2 separate regions of the Capra hircus genome follow, and region 1 is linked to region 2. The links are chromatin contacts, called in public Hi-C maps. All regions are on one chromosome and are shown on one strand. Each heading gives the region's core, a stretch centred on a gene start, on an enhancer-like site or on the middle of the called end of the contact. The rest is flanking DNA. Distances are from core to core; before and after follow the strand shown. Region 1 has its middle 3.7 kb from the start of TPP2. Region 2 holds the start of ERCC5 (DNA repair protein complementing XP-G cells).

Region 1 (6,208 bases), core at 1,800-4,299, 210 kb after region 2:
GTAGCTTCCCGAAGTGGGCCCCTCCTATCCTCCTGTCTTACCCTGGGCTTCCGGGATTTCTGAAAAACATTTTTTTTTTTCCTTTTTCTTACCCCCCCAACGCCCCGCCGGCCCCGACTCTCTAAGTTGGTGTTCCTGGTTGATCCTCAGGGTTCGTCACTCAGCTGAAAGTGAAAGTCAGTCTTGTCCATTCTTTGCGAACCTTGGACTGGATCTAGCCTGCTGGGCTTCTCTGTGCATGGAATTCTCCAGGCAAGAATACTGGAGTTGGTTGCCATTCCCTTCTCCAGGGGGGATCTTCCCCGACCCAGGCATCGAATCTGGGTCTCCTGCATTGAAGGCGATTTCTTTACCATCTGAGCCACCAGGGAAACCCTGATAGAGCCGTAATTGGCAATTTTCCAGATTAAGAGTGGCTGCTATCAATTGCTCCATGCTGCCCCAGTGGCCCGTTAATGATTTTTCTGTCTGTATTCATGCCAGGGTAATCTCAGTCTTTGTGAGGATGTGCCAAGGATGGATGCTTTTGGCAGTCTGGTCAGCCTTAAGGTCAGCTTCTCAGAACAATTTTCAACTCATAAAATATAGAGAATTACAGAAGAAATTATGTTGAAATAGCTATCAAAATATGAAAACTTTGTTATACAGAAATAGTTTTGTACATGTGTGTATGTAGTTACACATATGCTTCTTTTCGTAAACAGGAGCTAGTGCCAAATCTAATAAGTGCCCGTAATTGCACAATAGTAAAGAGCATAAATGATATTTTGAGACCTGTACTATGACAAGAAGCTGATTTTTATGGCTGACACAGGAACAAACGGTAATGCTAATACCACTCCGGTTATTACCTACATCTATAATTGAAGGAAATACTTAACTAAAAGTTTAGTGGAAGTTAAGCTGTATTTATCTTTTTCTACTCAAGTGTTTGAACCCCTCAGATTCTATCATGGACTCCAGGTTATGAATGCATGGTGTCAAGGGAAATCCTATGTACACCAGTCTCCACTTCACAGGATTAGGGGATTCTCCATGAAGTCTCAAAAATTACCGTAAAGGCTGTGCAGTTTCTTTGAATTGATTACTTGCCCGTTCATTCTACTCCGTAAGTCTTAGAGAAGCACGTTCTCTTTAGTGAAGAGGAAACAGGATAGTTAACAGTTTTCCTTCCTACTCCCAACTGTGTTTATGTTACCTCAAAAAGGACTTACAGTGATTGAGAAAGAAAAGAGAAGGACAAACTCAGAAGACATTCAAGAAAAACATATGGTGACAGAGTGGATGGGATAGCTTCCAGGTTCAACTGTTCAACTGTTCAACTGTTGTCCAGTCGTTTCATTTTACAGATGAAGAGCAAAGATAGACAGGTTTACTGACTGCCACAGGTTACAAAATGAATTGATGAAAAAGCTGGATCTCTATTCTGTCTGTCTCTGATTACCACACCAGTCGAGCTCTGCTGGAGTGTCACCCAATGAATGGATGGGGAATGAACTGTTCACTACGAAACCAAAGTGGCAGGCTTTTTATTAGACTCCTGTAACAGTGTTTAAAAAATTTATTCTGCTTACATATCCCATAAAAATATTTTAGAAAGATTATGTACCTTATATAGTTTTAATATAACAGAATTTGTCATCATACTCTCAAGGAATGAGGAATGTAATATCTGACATTTTATAAATATTGACTTTCTTTAAACTTCTATGTCATTCATTTAAATGTAGCTAGTTGAATTTACTCTTTGACACTCTTGTTGTTTGACACAGCATTGTGCGTTTATATACGTGAAGATATTCCATTTAAATTCAATCAGACATTTGACATTGCTTTCTTCTTGAAATTTTATCATTCTACACAGAATTTTATCCTAATGTAATTTATATTTATAATGGAAAGTCCTATTGATCATTTATTATCTGCAACAAAAATATGTATGTTAATATTTTAAAAATTTTCCTGGGATCAAAATGTTAATATTTTTCTTTTAGATTATCTCTCAATTATTGGCAGGTTGATCAAAACAATACACATCCTAAGCTTTACTATTTGATTAAGATAAAAATTACAGAACAAAAAGAAAATTCTTATTGAAAATGCAGGTCTTAAAAAGATGCATGAGATGCATGCTTTGGGGCTGTGATTAAAGATTTTGCTGACGGTTTTTCAAATCGTCCGTTGATTTGATGTCCAAGAAGCTGTTTCACCTGCAGGAGATGTGCCATAGTAAGGTGCCTTTTTATCTTTAAAGCAGGAGACCCAGCTGTGAAACAGGTGGGAAGGCGGTATGTCCTTCCATCACAGGCACTTCTTCAAGCAGGTCAATTTGGAAAACAGGAGATAGGACATTTAAGCCTTTGGAAACTGATTGGACTGAAGTTATCCAGGACTTTGTACCACAGTTTGAAGACCACTGCTTTTTAAAACCTCTGAAATCACTTGAGCTCAGGACGAAGTCATTTATGGTTTGTCTTGGAGCCCCAGTATTCTTCACTCTGTTTTTACACCGGCTGCTCTCTGGATTTAATGACATTCCCAGCTAAGGCAACTCTTTCAATGCTCAGTCCGTTTGCTAAACCGGACAAACAGCTCAACGGTTCATCCATCATTGGCTCTCCGAGGAAACAATGAAGATACAGATAAACACAACGAGGGCTTAGGAATGGGGACGAGGAGGAAGGGGAGGACGGAACACGGCAGGGTCAGGAGGGCAAGGCCTGGTATCCGGAGTGAAGTGCCAGGCGGGACGCCCGCACCTTCCCACGCAGCACTGTCGGAGCCGGAAGCGCTGTGCCAGGTGTCTCCAGGCCCACCTCCCTTCCGCATCACCTGCGGGGAGGGGGGCCAGCGTGCCAAGGCAGAGGAGCGGGCAACAGCAATCTCTTCCCCTGACTCACCTGCTTTGTAACTATTGTGGCACCGTATTATTTACAGAATATCCTTTGATCAAGCATCCCAGGCCGCGCCGAGATTGGGAAAGCATCCCACGTGTCCAGATGCCGGGCTTGGCAATTCAGCGCCATTTGCCAGCGAGGCCCCTCCTCCCGTGGGCGGCCCCCGGCCCCGCCCCCGGGCGATGATCCCGGGGAGAAGGAACGGGAGGGACGCTCGGGCCCTGTGAGATGAGCAACTTCCTTGACAGTCGACTGGGGCTGGAGGACTCCCCCCGGCGGCTTTGCCAAGCCTTCGCTAGGCTGCCGGGCACCCAGCGCTGGCTTTTCTCGTCTTTACTCGGGGGCGGGCTCGCATCGCGCCCTCACGGCTCTCCCAAACCTTTGGTGGACTCTTAACCATTTTTCCTCGCCCAGGCATTTCCCCGATAGCATCTTTGCTCCCCGAAGCCAGGCTTGACGTCTGCTTTTCGGAGGTTGCGGATTACAACAGCTCACACCAGAGAAACGGAGATTCAGGTGCTTTAGACTTAAGCACTGCCGCCCCCCGGAGGCAAAGGCCGTCCTTGCCTCGCGTACACGCCCACTGTCTGGACAATCTCCAGGGCACAGCCGGATGGACCAATGTGTTCCTCAAAGTTTAAGGCCCAGGTCTGCGCTTAGCTGTAAAGGAGGCTGGCAGATTCAGTTCTGACTTCTTGCATAGGCAGGCAGGACTGATAATGTGGGAGATTCTATAACCATATAAAGGCCGTTCCAAAGATGCCTCAGTTCAAAAGATTTGCTCATCATACCAAACATTCACTATGCCAAGATATAAATAATATCTATTCGTTTAGTCTTAAGATTTATATGATTCTAAATACTTTAAGTGATACTTGCCATCCTCTCTATTTCTATTTCTATTCTTTCTACCTCCGAACTCAATTAAACAATGTAACACAGGTCCAGCTCCGAGAAACTTCAATAAGAGAAATAATAAACTAGATAATTTGGATCAAGACTCCTGCTGGGAATATTGAGGGGAAACTGGACGACATATGAAAAATACCTGCTTGTATGCCTCCTAGGGCTAGCAGTAGGGTGAAGAATTTCTGGAGTAGATATAAACCCAGAGCCTGGAGCCAAACGTTTAGGACAGTCTTGCCTTTCAGGGCAAAGGGAAGTGGGGAGAAAAATCCTAGAAAAATTGAAAAGGTGAAGATCATGTGCTTGTTTGGGGGGGGCATGTCAGAGGGCCGTTCATGTCTCCCCCACGCAGAAATTGGTACTGGGAGATGGATGTGAGCTGCTGAAGCTGAAACTCCAATACTCTGGCCACCTGATGCGAAGAGCTGACTCATTGGAAAAGACCCTGATGCTGGGAAAGATTGAAGGCAGGAGGAGAAGGGGACAACAGAGGATGAGATGGTTGGATGGCATCACCGACTCAATGGACATGAGTTTGAGCAAACTCTGGGAGTTGGTGAAGGACAGGGAAGCCTGGCATGCAGCAGGCTATGGGGTCACAAAGAGTCGGACACGACTGAGAGCCTGAACTGAACTGGGAGCTGGCTTTAGGAATCTGGAGACTTGACCTTTAGTCCTAGTTCATTGGTTTGTGATTTTAACAAGACAGTGAACCTCTCTGGACTTCAGTTTACTCGTTTGAATGGGAAAGAGTTAATGGAGCCCCCTTCCTTTGTAGTTACGGCTGGTCGGTGGGGGGTGTGGAGGGGAGATTTTGAATCAATTTCAAAACAGTACATTTTATTAATCAGTTAATCTAGGAAAGTTTAAACATGTCCCCCAGGGCATGTGCTCTTAGCATACTAAGGCTAGAGTTGTCAGTTCCTGAGAAATAGAGTCAGTGTTATATAAATAGGACAAGTGTGAGTTTTTCACATAGGAGAGAGAGGTGCCTTTGGAAGGAAATAAATACTGGGAGAGATGAGATGTGTTTAACTGCAGATATTTAGTGCAGGTAAACAAGCATAAGCCACAGTGTAAGTCTCCCTCCATTTTCCTCTTGTTTCTGGTACCAGAGCTGCCCTTTACCCCTCTGACCAGCTGTTGCTGGGACCAGAGACCACCCCTTCCTTCTGCAGAATCAGTAGAAAGTGGGCAGGATAGCGAATCCATTGGCTTCCAGAGGAGGTTTGGAGCCGGTAGACTTAACGGACACACAAAATACATGCAGTGAATTGGGACTGATTATTTGTGGAGATCGAGATGGTGGGTCCTCACTTAAGAAGTATGGGGCGAGCTGAGGCTTCCCTTCACACAAGGCGCACGGTCCCTGCTGTGTGGGCAGCAAGGATGTCCCCATGTTCTATCTGGCTGTAGCTGAAGAGACTAAGGGTCGTCCTGTGCTCAGGCGGATGAAAGAAGCAGACGGGCGTGAGTGTGTGATGGAGGGTTGGAGTGAGGTTCTTGAAAGTTGGCTCTTGAGCCCCACTGCTGTGGGGCTGAGAACACTCCATTATCCAGGGCTATCATATTCTCTGAAAAGCCCTAGCCCACTGCGCTGCTGCTTTTGGTTTGATTATGGTGATCCCCCCCATGTTGTTGTTTAGTCGCTGAGTCCTGTCCAACTCTCTGTGACCCGCTGGACTGTAGCCCGCCAGGCTCCTCTGTCCATGAGATTTCCCAGGCAAGAATACTGGAGTGGGTTGCTACTTCCTTCTCCAGGGGATCTTCCCGGACCAAGGATCAAACCCTCATTTCCTGCATTGGCAAGTGAATTCTCTACCACTGAGCCACCCTCCTTATATTAAACACTTTTATTTCATAGTCTTTGGAATTTCGTCTTACTTAATTGAAAGAGCTTTGCCTAGAACAGAGCATGTGGTATTTATTTTGTTCCCCCCTCATTGTTATGTGTATCAGTTAGCAAACACATTGCTCCCATTGAATCCCAGGACAGTAAATCACACTTACGTGGACAGACATGAATTAAGTTGTGCAATGCAGGAACTACCCAAGGACAGTTCCTGCCCTCTGGGATGTCACTGAAGGGGGCATCTCAGAGCCGCAGGTCTCTCTCAACAGGACGGGCACAGGCCAGACCAGCCCAACCACTGCAGCTCTTGATATTTGCACACCTGCATGGGATTTCTGAAGTCCCATCCACCTGCCCAAACTCAGAGTGCCAGGAAAACTTGTTAGGTTCAGTATCCAATTAAAGGCCAGTCCTAATGATGGTCCTAGGGCTTCCCTGGCGGCTCAGCTGGTAAAGAATCCACCTGCAATGCAGGAGACCTGAGTTCGATCCCTGGGTCGGGAAGATCACCTGGAGGAGGGCATGGCAACCCACTCGAGTATTCTTGCCTGGA
Region 2 (5,809 bases), core at 2,108-4,607:
GGCTGGAGGTACAGCTAACACAAATGCCCTCGACCAGAAATGTGTTCTGTTCAAGGACAACGTGGCAGGTGCAAGGGGAGCAGGGAGAGGACGTGATGTATCTGTGGTCACTGGAAGGATGTCACTGAAGGCTCACGCCGGTGGCCAAGTGATGAATGAAATATCAATACAAGGAAACCTGCTTTAAACGTTACAATAGGCAGAGTGAAAGCAGAATGCAGTGGTGAGAACAAGATGTCAGCTAAAGGGTCCATCCTGGAAGTACGATTAGGTGTTGGCTTAGTTCTGTATCATACTGGGTCGATTTCTAATTGGCTTGTTCCAGTTGCTACACCACTGTATTAGATGGAAAAAGTTTCTACCTAACTCATTCAATTTTATGAAGCGTTAAGTCACCGAGTTGTGTTGGACCCTTTGCTACCTCATGGACTGGCTCCTCTGTCCATAGATTTCTCCAGGCAAGAATACTGGAGTGGGTAGCCATTCCCTTCTTCAGGGGATCTTCCCAACAAAGGAACTGAACCTGAGTCTCTAGGACTGCAGGCAGATTCTTTGCGATCTGAGCGACCAGGGAATGGGAAATCTAATTTCAGATCGGGAGCTCTCAACTCTGCTATCCTTTGGAACTAGATATGAACCTTCTGAAACACAGGCTATTAAACATGCTGTGCTTAGTCGCTCAGTCATGTCTGACTCTGTGCCACCCCATGGACTGAAGACCACCAGGCTCCTCTGTCCACAGGGATTTTCCAGGCAAGGATACTGGAATGTGTTGCCATGCCCTCCTCCAGAGGATCTTCCCAACCCAGGAATCAAACCCAGGCCCCCACATTGCAGGTGGGGCCTACACAGAGTGTAATATTTTGTTAATAATAGAGTTAAGTGTATTTTACTTTTAAGTAAGGTCCATAAAAGACAAAAGTTTAATTATTAATTCTTTATTATTTGACACAAACATTTATACTGTATAAATAAACAAGACACTCAGCTGGAAATGGTAAAAAGACCAAACAATTTATTTCAGGGATTCAAGAATAAATTATGAACCTAGTATGCCAAGGGTAATTTCTTCATTAACAAATAAAACCAAAAAACCTGAATACATTTTACAAATTATTAATTTCTCACATGGACTGGAATGTAAACTGATTCAAACTTTTGCTGACGTTTTAAGGGATCCTGACACTGGATACTGCTTTCATTCCTATGGATAGATATTAATAGTTCCATGGAGAAAACCTTCAGGAAGCAATGGTTTAAGGAACCACTAGAGGGCGGCCACAGCACGTGTGCTTCAAAAAAAAAACAAAACACAAACCTCTGCCACAAGGTTATCAGGCACAAAACTTTTAACCCACCATTCATTACGGATGTGTTTTAAATTAACCACATTGCAAAAAACGTGTAATCATTATCATCGTCTTGCCTTACCAAAAAAAAATTATCACTGTTCCATTACATATGAATTGTCTCCAACCAAAGTCAATGAATGGCTCCTCCTGCTGAATCCCCAACCCCTGACAGCGCATTTACCACAGCAATTACTGCAGGACTGTCTTCTCCACAAAGCATGGAGCTCCTAGGCTCATATGTCCCAACTTAGGGAACTGGTGGAAGGTACCACCAGCTTCTGGAACAGAAAAGACACTCAGAAAAAGAAAAGAAAGATAAAAACAGAAAGATAATGAAGAATGCCTAACAAATAAAAACACTAAAACTTCAGAAACAGCTTTCACTTGTTCCCGTAATTAGGAAACAACATCTAATTCTAAAGACAAAACCAGCCAAACACGCACACAAACGAGGAAAATAACGCACGGTACACCTTTTGAAATCTTTGCGGTGTTGTACCATACGAATTTCCTATTCCAAAAACAGTAACAAAAAAAAAAAAAAAAACACAGTAAAAGCTACTTAAAAAAAAGAAAATGTAAAACACATGTCCACAACGTTTTTCTTCCTCTCACAAATATAAACGGGCAAGACTCAGGACCGCTGGCAAAACTACTGGTAGGAAGTCGACTTCATTTTCTCTAGGCTGACCTCCCAGCCAGAATAACATCTTCAGGATTTGCAATATTAACAGTGCCAGACACTATTTCTAAACTCCTTTCATTTAAATATTCCCTTTATTCCTCCCACCAACTCTGTGTGTAGAGACTGTTATCACCTCCACTTCCCAGATGAAAGAACTGTAGAGAGGCGCAGAGCGTTGGGCCTAAGACTCCAATCCAGGGAGCTCTGACTGCAAAGCGGAAGAAAATGAGACACTTAGAAAGGAAGCGTCCTGAGGAAGATCCTATAGCTACTCCTCCCCGGCCTGAGACTCCCCCGGGCCGCCCCTCCAACGCCGCTCTGCGCCCCAGCAAAACTGACAGCAAAAAGCCCTGGCGTCTCACGTTGATGTCTGACAGAAAACAACACAATTCTGTAAAGCAGTTATCCTTCGATTAAAAAAAAACAACCCTGGCGTCCACCGAGCATCCCCAGTGTAAAGGATACCCACGGCAAGGATCTTCCCCTCCAGCGTCTCCGGGCTGATCTGCCGCCCGGAGCACTCCAACAGCTTCCAGAGCCCCTGGACTCCCATGAGGGAGCTGTGTCCTCGGCGTCGCGGGCGGCTTCTCACTCCAAGTCTTCCCCGCCCGGCTGCACAGCCGCCCGGGGCCCAGGAAGAGCCCTCTCAGCTTCTACTCAGAAAGACGGAAAATTAAGAGCCCGCAGCTGTCCAGGAAAAACCGACCCCGGCGAAACGGGCAGTTTCCAGAAACTGACACGGCCTTGCGGAAGAAAAACGGGACCGGACAAAACTGGCGACGCTGAGGGGCAAGTCCCCGTCTCCTCCAGCGCTCTGGCCCAAACGTTAGCACTCTTAACGGACGACCAAGGTGAGGGGCCGGCGCAGGCAAGATTTAATAGCCAGAAAAACTTCCTCCGAAAACTCCAGTCTACTCAAGCTCAGGCGTAAACGCACGGGAAATGGAGCTTCCCGGATGCCTTTTAATGCGTCGCGCAGGGCGGAAGTCCTGGCTCCCCGCGATGACGTATATCCGCTGCACCGATCATTCCGGAAGTGAGGGGGTGGTTCAACTTCTGTGTTTACGGCGTGTTGGCCGCCTTACCTTCTCTATGCAGGGATCTTATTTCTGTTAAACGTTGAAACCGTACGCGAAGCGTTTTCTCTCAGAAGTTACGGGTTTGTGCGTCCTTTTCTAGCGTCTGTTTCTTCCCAGTCTACCGCCAGTTGTGAAAATTCTTGATGCTAAGTATTGTTTATCGCGGGAAGCAATAACTGAAAGGTGGAAGCTTTGAATTCGTTTCAGTCGCTTAGTCGTGTCTGACTCTTTGCGACCCCATGGACAGCAGCATTCCAGGCTTCCCTGTCCATCACCAACTCCCGGAGTTTACTCAAACTCATGTCCATTGAGTTCGTGATGCCATCCAACCATCTCATCCTCTGTCGTCCCCTTCTGCCTTCAATCTTTCCCAGCATCAGGGTCTTTTCTAGTGAGTCAATTCTTCGCGTCAGGTGGCCAAAGTATTGGCGTTTCAGCATCAGTTCTAATGAATATTCAGGACTAATTTCCTTTAGGATGGACTGGTTGGATCTCCTTGCAGTCCAAGGGACTCTCAAGAGTCTTCTCCAACACCATAATTCAAAAGCATCAATTCTTCTGCGCTCAGCTTTCCTAATAGCCCAACTCTCACATCTATACATGACTACTGGAAAAACCGTATCCTTGACTAGATGGACCTTTGTAGGCAAAGTAGTATTTCTGCTTTTGAATATGCTATCTAGGTTGGTCATAATTTTTGTTCTAAGGAGCAATCCTCTTTTAATTTCATAGCTGCAGTCACCAGCTACAGTGATTTTGGAGCCCCCTAAAAAAGTCTGACACTTTCCACTGTTTCCCCATCTATTTCCCATGAAGTGATGGGACCAGATGCCATGATCTTCGTTTTCTGAATGTTGAGCTTTAAGCCAACTTTTTCACTCTCCTCTTTCACTTTCATCAAGAGGCTCTTTAGTTCTAGCTTTCTGCCAGACGTGTTATGTCATCTGCATATCTGAGGTTATTGATACTTCTGGAAATCTTGATTCCAGCTTGGGCTTCATCCAGTCTGGCATTTCTCATGATGTATTCTGCACAAAAGTTAAATAAGCACGGTGACAATATACAGCCTTGACTACTCCTTTCCCAATTTGGAACCAGCCTGTTGTTCCATGTCTAAGTATAACTGTTGCTTCTTTACCTACATACATATTTCTCAGGAGGCAGGTCAGGTGGTCTGGTATTCCCATCTCTTTAAGAACTTTCCACAGTTTGTTGTGATCCACACAGTCAAAGGCCTTAGCATAGTCAAAACAGAAGTAGGTGGAAGATTTGGTTGATATTTTTTCATTAATAAGTAGGTAGTTATCTGAAAATTTGTAGTAACCAGATAGTAATATGGTTTAAAATCTTAGCCCTTGAAGTACATTTTTCTTCAGCATTTAAGAGGCTTGTAGGTCAGAAATAACAAGAAACTCATTGCCAGAGTAGCTCCTGGAAAGGTGGTAGATTGGACCTCAGGCTAAGATTCAAACCCCCACTGAACCACTTATGGTGTTTAGCATTGCCCAGATCAGGTTTGTTCAAAACATCTTTCTTCATCTGTAATAGGCGGGCATAGAAGCAGTCTTACAAACTGTTTCAAGCAAGGATCATAGGTAATGTTTGTGAAGTACTTAACCACTAGTGGTCAATGAATGGTAGCCTTTTCATACAAATTTGTTCAGATTTGGACTATTGAAATTAGATTAAAATCAGTGAAAAGAAATGATTGGAAAATAAGTTTTTAGCGAAACTATTTTTTTGCCCAAACAGATGGTTCCCAGTAGCCAAGTTTCCTGAACCTGTGTACCCAGTTCCTCAGTCACCTCAGACCCTGTAACCCCATGGACTGTAGCCCACCAGGCTCCTCTGTCCGTGGGATTTCCCAGGCAACAATACTGGAAAAGTGAAAGGAAAGTGAAGTCGATCAGTTGTGTCGGACTCTTTGTGACCCCATGGACTGCAGCCTCCCAGGCTCCTCCGTCCATGGGATTTTCCAGGCAAGAATACTGGAGTAGGTTGCCACTTCCTTCTCCAGGGGATCTTGCTGACTCAGGGATTGAACCCAGGTCTCCCGCATTGCAGGCGATGGTTTGGGTTGCTATTTCCTGCCTTGGAATTTTCCTGACCCAGGGATCTAATCTGCATTTCCTGTGTCACATAGATTCTTTACCCCCACGACCTAGTTGCAACTAATTTTCTCTCAGGGCTAATCCTGGTAAAGTACTTACTTGCATTTCCTCCAGATGTAAAATTATATGCGGAACTTTTGTTCCTAAATGTATTTTGTCGGAATTAATATGATTACCTATTTGTGTCTTCCTCCACCCAACAGAGTAGATTGTAAAGTTACTGGAACCAACAACTGTTTTGTTGACTGTTGTATGTGTGTGTGTGAAGTCGCTCAGTCGTGTCCGGCTCTTTGCGAACCCGTGGACTGTAGCCCACCAGGCTCCTCTGTCCGTGGGATTCTCCAGGCAAGAATACTGGAGTGGGTTGCCATTTCCTTCTCCAGGGGATCGTCCCAACCCAGGGATGGAACCCGGGTCTCCTGCATTGCAGGCAGATGCTTTATCCTCTGAGCCACCAGTTGTATACCCCACTGTTTATATTTAGCAGGAATTCTATAAATATTGTCTAAATGACCACTTTCCCAGCCTCAAATCTAAATCTGCAGGGCATCTTGCACCCTATTGAATTTTCTCACAAGTTCA

What was found. Hi-C and Micro-C count contacts between places; a contact is called where the count stands out from the background.
Region 1: a contact with region 2 is called in a Hi-C map of blood, with 5 times the contacts expected there. The contact joins the enhancer-like site here to the promoter of ERCC5 in region 2. A contact is called at or near these places in 2 of 5 Hi-C or Micro-C datasets (both in blood).

The regions. Positions count from the first base shown.
Region 1 is chr12:7,427,647-7,433,854 of ARS1.2, forward strand. No RefSeq gene overlaps it. Among named protein-coding and RNA genes, the nearest start is that of TPP2, 3.7 kb to the left of the region's middle. Within about 2 kb of position 3,050, at least 5 of the 5 cell types and tissues checked have an H3K27ac peak or open chromatin away from gene starts, as enhancers often do.
Region 2 is chr12:7,220,276-7,226,084 of ARS1.2, forward strand. It overlaps ERCC5 (DNA repair protein complementing XP-G cells), which reads right to left and starts at 3,358. Exons shown (of 15, transcript XM_013968375.2): 1 at 2,503-3,358. The coding sequence starts at 2,590.